Linked DNA regions of Columba livia: region 1 is linked to region 2. Evidence: chromatin contacts called from public Hi-C data. All regions are on one chromosome and are shown on one strand. Each heading gives the region's core, a stretch centred on a gene start, on an enhancer-like site or on the middle of the called end of the contact. The rest is flanking DNA. Distances are from core to core; before and after follow the strand shown.

Region 1 (2,922 bases), core at 392-2,891, 63 kb before region 2:
GCCGAGATGGGAGAAGAGGAGACACAGTGCAGCCGAGCCGGGAAGCAGCAGCGAGGTGCCAGGACCCCCTGCCCAAGGACCCTGCCCCAGCATCTCCAGCACCCCAAAATACTTGAAACTGCCACTGAAATGATAAAGGGGGTATCGCAGTCCTATTTGACATGGCTTGCTCATGTCAAACTATTTGCTCCACACTCCCAGTGACCAATCCCTGGCTCTCGAGCAGCTGGGAGCATGTAGGGGTTCCAAGCCTGGCTCACAAGCCCAGCAGCAGGGAGCAAGAGCTGGGGAACAACTTTAATACTGACCTGTAGAAGGCCATGGCAATGGGGATGCAACTGGCTGCTGAGCCCAGCATCATCCAGCTGTGTTGGGACCCACCTGCTCGCCTGGCAAGCCACTGTCCCCTTGCCTGCAGACCAGTCTCTTGGGCTGGGCCTTTCTTCGGGTCTGCACAATACCTGATGCTGTGCTCTGCAGGATTAGGTTGCTGGAAGACTGTGTGAGGTTCAGAAAGCTCAAAACCCACCTTTTTCTGCCTCATCAAATACACAGCAAGAATTTTATTAGCTAATCCTGATCAGTCCCCTTCTTCTGACAGCATCTGGACGGGTTTTCACACTGTACGGGAATCCTCATCCCCATTTCCAATAAAGGGATTGCTCCACTCCCAGATTCGCCCACTCTGCCTGCCGTCAGATCTAGGTTTTTCCTAGAAGCCTTCCCACCAGCCATGACCTGACACTGCGTTGTTTAGGAAATCTGACAAAGTGGCCAAACCTTCTGTATATCTAATTTTAAACAAATAAAAATAACAACGAGACAAATCAGCACCTCTCCTGGACTTCCAAGTACACTATTAAGTAGACTTGGACTTCAGCTAAGGTGAATATGAAGATTAATTTTCCCAAGAGATAAATATTGACTGAGGAAAAGCAAAGGTCAAATTGGTCAATATTTACTCAAGAAACTCTAAATCTTGATGCAGTGTAACAGACACTCTGAATGTCTTCATCAGCTGCCTCTGGAGATCTTTTCATTATGACTAAGGATTTCAAAAGTATAATCTTGTCCCCTCTAAAATTTACATTTAAAAAAAAAGAAACTCACGCACACCTATGGCAAGTAGGAAGCTTTCCATGCCTGTGGCCTCAGCAAAAGGGGATGTGTTGGTTTGCAAGCGCTGTCTGCTCAGTCCGCATGCCAAAGCTCAGCGGCCCTGACCTCCGAAGACGTGCACAATAAAAACTTTCTGACTCATCACATGACAGTATTTCAGACTAACATGAACAGGAATTTCTTCTCTGGTAAGGATTAATGCACTCCCTTCTCCCTCCGTCTCAAATATCTGTAAATTAAGGCTGAAATTTTATCTCAGGCTTCTGTTTCACATAAGGAATTACTTTGAGACAATGTCAATCAAGAGCTTTAGGGGAGTTATAGTCCTATTATTTACTGTGGCAAGTATATTAGTCCTATTATTTATCTAAGGTTTCAAGCTTACTGCGTGATTTCTGCTGGTCTTCTACCATGCTATTTTTGTCTGAAGCCACAGCCCTACAGACTCTTCTTTCCACAGAACTGCACTGTTGAAAACAAAAATTCCAGGAAATGTATAAAGGCTGATTTTTCTTAAGATGCATGAGGAAGGAAGACGCACAAATCCTTTGGAGTTTCAATTCTGTCATCCCCCGAACTCCCCCCAGCACCTTCACATGGTCACTCAATGACCGCAAAGGTCCCAACCCTCCCACTCCTGTTCATTCAAACAGTCCAGCATGGCGGGTGAACTCCTATTTCTAACCTTTGTCTCACTAAACAGTCAAACGTAGCACAGATTTGTTGCAATCACCATGGAGATCAGCTGGTTTCAAATTAGGCACAAACTGTTTGTTTCCTTTGCTATTTTTATTGAGTTTTGAGCCTATTATGCTCCTCCCACCCTGCCCTTTCCTTCTCTTTAGTGGCAAATGAGAAAATCTTCCTTTCTTGGGAAGTCAAATCCTGGCCACAGCCACTCCTGACCTCAGCAGGGGGTGGTAGCGATGTCCCCTTCTCAATTGCCTTCCCTCGCTGGTTGGCAAAGAAAGAGTCTGCACAAGGTCAGACTCGGCAGATGACACAGAACGTGCAAATGAAGCCCCTGTTAGCTGGAACAGAAATGCAAGACTTGTTCTATGTTAGGACTACTAGGGATGGAAAAATGAATTTGCTCTCTGTAAGAGGGAATAACAGGTAGGCTTTGGTCTCACATCTGCAATGGCATGGATGAACCATCACGGGCTGCCACCAGAAAAATGGCATTATCCTAGTGTAACAAAGAGGGACCAGGATGGGGATGTGGCCGGGACCGTGCAGAGAAGGGGGGGAAACGGCAAGTGCCTGGCACGGGGAACTGAGGAACAGGAGGACTGGAGCATGGGGCAGTGGGGGAAGCCAGACCTCTGCGCTGTTTAGGTTACACACAGAAAGTAAACAAATCCAGCACCACAAATCCAGGTGCAAGTGTCACTCTTTCACAGGGTGACACCTGGGCTACTGCAGCCAGAGGCTACTGAGCACCCCCTCACTGCGGAAAGGCCGTCCTGCACCTCTGAAAGCACGGAGCAGTTCTTATTTGACTCCCAAAGACGAAAAGTCTCTAACAGAAGTTCCTTTGGAGGCACAGAAAGAGACACAAGGACCGATAGATAGTGCTGAATGTAGGTTTCCCACAGCCCAAGTCAATGGGCTCCCTGTGCCAAACATGCAGCAGGCTGGGATCTGACAGTCCCAAAGGGGCATATGCCAAAGGCAAGCCTTTCCCACAGCTCTGTGACAGGTACAGCTTCCCTCAAAACAGCACCGAGTCTCCACTAAAACATCCCTCTGCTTCTGGAATCATACACAATCCATAATGTGGAACCTAAGTTTAAATTCAAA
Region 2 (2,724 bases), core at 24-2,523:
GGGGCAGCGGCCCGGGGCGGGGAGCGGGGGCGCAACCTGCGCGGCCCCATCCCGGGCGGCGCGGGGCGGGCGCGGAGCCGGCGCGGGGCTGCGCGGCCGCCGGCGGGGGGTGCCGGCGCGCAGCGTGTTTGCGCCGGCCGCGCGGCGGCTCCGAAATACGCCCAGGCATATCTGCAAGTTATTTGAATGTATTATTCCCGTACCTGTCATTTATCACTTTATTCAACACGTCCCTGCCAGCTCAATAGCTTTTGATCTCCCTCAGCCTCCATTTCGTAATTTCCGCCCTCTTAAACATATCGAATACTACAAAAAAGCCCCGAACAATATCGAAATCCCCCCCAACATTTTTTCCCCTCTTTTCTGTTTGTTTTGGGTTTTTTGTTCGTTAACGAAGCCGGAGAAGGGCAGGGCGATCCCCGCACGCACTCCGCTGCCCGCCGGGCCGGGGGCGCCCCGCACCCTGACTCCCCCCCCCAGCTCCCGCCCGCACAAGTTCCCGGGCAGCGCGCACCGGAGCGCCCCGACGGCGCGGCCCCTCCGCGCTGCCCCGCCACGCACCGCGAGGAGAGGGACGCGGGTGGGGGAAGCGGGGGGGTAGCCGAGCCCGGGCATGCAGGTGGGGACGGGCGCGAGAGGAGGGGGCCGGCGCTGCGTTTACCACCTCGCCATGGTCACTGGTCCTGCCCTGGGGGGTGTCCTCGGGGAGAAAATAAAGTTTGGCGCTGGAGAGAAGTTGCCGGCTGGTGCGCTCCTCCCAGAGCAGCTGCAGCTCCGCGATGCAGGCGGGCTCCTCCGCGCGGCACCGCACGAAGAAGAAGTCGCCGAGGGAGAGGACCCGCGCCCGGCCGCCGCCGCGGCGCTGGAAGCGGAACGCCCTGTAGAAGACGTAGGGGCCGTGCGAGCCGCACGGGGCGCCGACCCACTGCGGGGAACAACAACACGGCAGCGGCATCAGCGCCGGCTCCGCGCCGCGCCGCGCAGCGCCGCGCAGGAGGAGGGAGGGCGGGCGGAGGGAGGGAAGGAGGGCAGGGCGGGAGGGCGGTGGGAAGGGGAGGGGGCGCGCAGCGGCGCGGAGGCTCCGCGGCGGCGGGGCGGGGCGGCGCGGGGCGGCGCGGTACCTGCAGTGCGCTGCGCTCCATCGCGGCTCCGGCGTGATTGAACTCAACATTCTCCCAAACTTGTTGGCGTGAATGGAGCCCGGCAGGTCCTGGCAGGGCAAAGCCGGCCCCGCCGCCCGCCGCCCCCCGCCGCCGCCACCCCCGCGCCGCCCCGCCGCCGCCACCGGCCCCCGCCCCGCAGCGCACGGCGACGCCCCCCCCCGCCGCCCGCCCCCCGCTCCGCCGCCCCGCCGGCGCCCCGCCGCGCCCCGCCGCCGCCGCCGCCCGATGCCGGCCGGCCCCCAGACGCCCGCCCCGGCCCGCTAAAAATGCCGCGGGGCGGTGGCGAGCTCCCGGGGGGAGACACGGGGGCGGCGGGCCGGCGACGAGGGCCCTCGCGGCGCCCGGCGATTTTTGGGGGGCCGAAAGGGCGTGCGGGCGCGCTGCGGATCTGACAGGACCTGCCTGTATATGTCTAATATAAAGACCATTTCCTGCGGCGCGAGGGGCGCTGCTCGTCCCCGCGCGCGCCCGGCGGGGCCGCCGCGTTCCCACCGCCGGGCCCTGCGGAGCGGAGCGGGGAGCGGGGCTGCCCGGCCGCCCCCTCCCTGCCGGCAGGCCCGGCCGGGCGCCCTGGCGGCCCTTGGAGGGCGGGCGGCTCGTCCTTAATTTATTTATCGTTTTTCTCCGGGAAAGGAAGAAAGTGGGTTATCGATTATATAAACACATCAATATTCATGCGCCGCTGCGCTGCGCGGAGAGACGCGGCTCGGCGAGAGAAAACAACGAAACCAGGGAGGGGGCGCGGGGAGGCGCGTCCCGCGGCGGCGGAGAGGAGCGCGCTCCCTGCGCGCCCGCGGAGCGCGCAGCGGGACGTGCCGGCACTACTGATCCGCCGGGCGCTGCCGGAGCCGCTGCCGCGGAGAGGCGCGGGATGGTGGACAGGGCGGCTACGCGCCCTGCGGACCAGGGAGGCCTCTCACCTGAGCCCCGCCCGTCACCCCCACGTCGGCACCAAGCGTCGGGGACAGCCGCGGGCTCTGCGCATCCCGCGGAGCCTCCGCGACCCCGCGCTAACGCGGGCAGATTTGTGCGCCGCCGCGGACAGCCCCGGCGAGGGAGGGGAGTGAAGACTGCCGGCTCCGCGGGGCAAGGGGTCCCTTCTCCCGGCATCGCACCCGCGGAAGGGCCGCCCGCGGCGCCGGGCGCGGAAAGTTTCCATCGGGGCCCCATGAGCTGCAGCCCCGCAGGTAGATGTTGCTGCGGCCGGCGGCGGAGCGCGGCCCTCCGCTCCCGCAGAGCCCCCACCCAACCCCGGGCAGTGACGGGCCGGTCACTTCGGTGGGGTTCTGTCCCTTCCACCCTTATTCCTGGATGCTGCCTCGCTGCGCGCCAGCGCAGCCAACTGCGGCTCCGTGGGGTGGTGGAGGGAGCGGTGAGAAGCGGCTCCGCGGAGTCCTGCCTCCTCCCTCCCCCCCCCCGCGCCGTTCTCTAATGCTGGTACTTTCACCCCCTATTTTGGTTTATTTCCCCCAAGCCCCCTCCGCGGACACACGTTTGAAGCCGCCCCAGCGGGGCAGGTCCGGCCCTGCCGCCGCGAAACGGCAGGGGACGGAAATAAATA

The links. Hi-C and Micro-C count contacts between places; a contact is called where the count stands out from the background.
Region 1: a Hi-C map of liver shows a contact between it and region 2, with 2.4 times the contacts expected there. The contact joins the enhancer-like site here to the promoter of ARID5B in region 2. A contact is called at or near these places in 2 of 2 Hi-C or Micro-C datasets (crop and liver).

The regions. Positions count from the first base shown.
Region 1 is chr6:32,573,385-32,576,306 of bColLiv1.pat.W.v2, reverse strand. All of the region lies in intron 4 of ARID5B (AT-rich interaction domain 5B), which reads right to left. The region is part of intron 1 of LOC135579839 (a long non-coding RNA gene); the gene reads left to right. Among named protein-coding and RNA genes, the nearest start is that of ARID5B, 63 kb to the right of the region's middle. Within about 2 kb of position 1,641, at least 1 of the 3 cell types and tissues checked has an H3K27ac peak away from gene starts, as active enhancers do.
Region 2 is chr6:32,510,032-32,512,755 of bColLiv1.pat.W.v2, reverse strand. ARID5B (AT-rich interaction domain 5B) reads right to left here and starts at 1,273. Exons shown (of 10, transcript XM_065068592.1): 1 at 1,122-1,273; 2 at 665-925. The coding sequence starts at 1,142.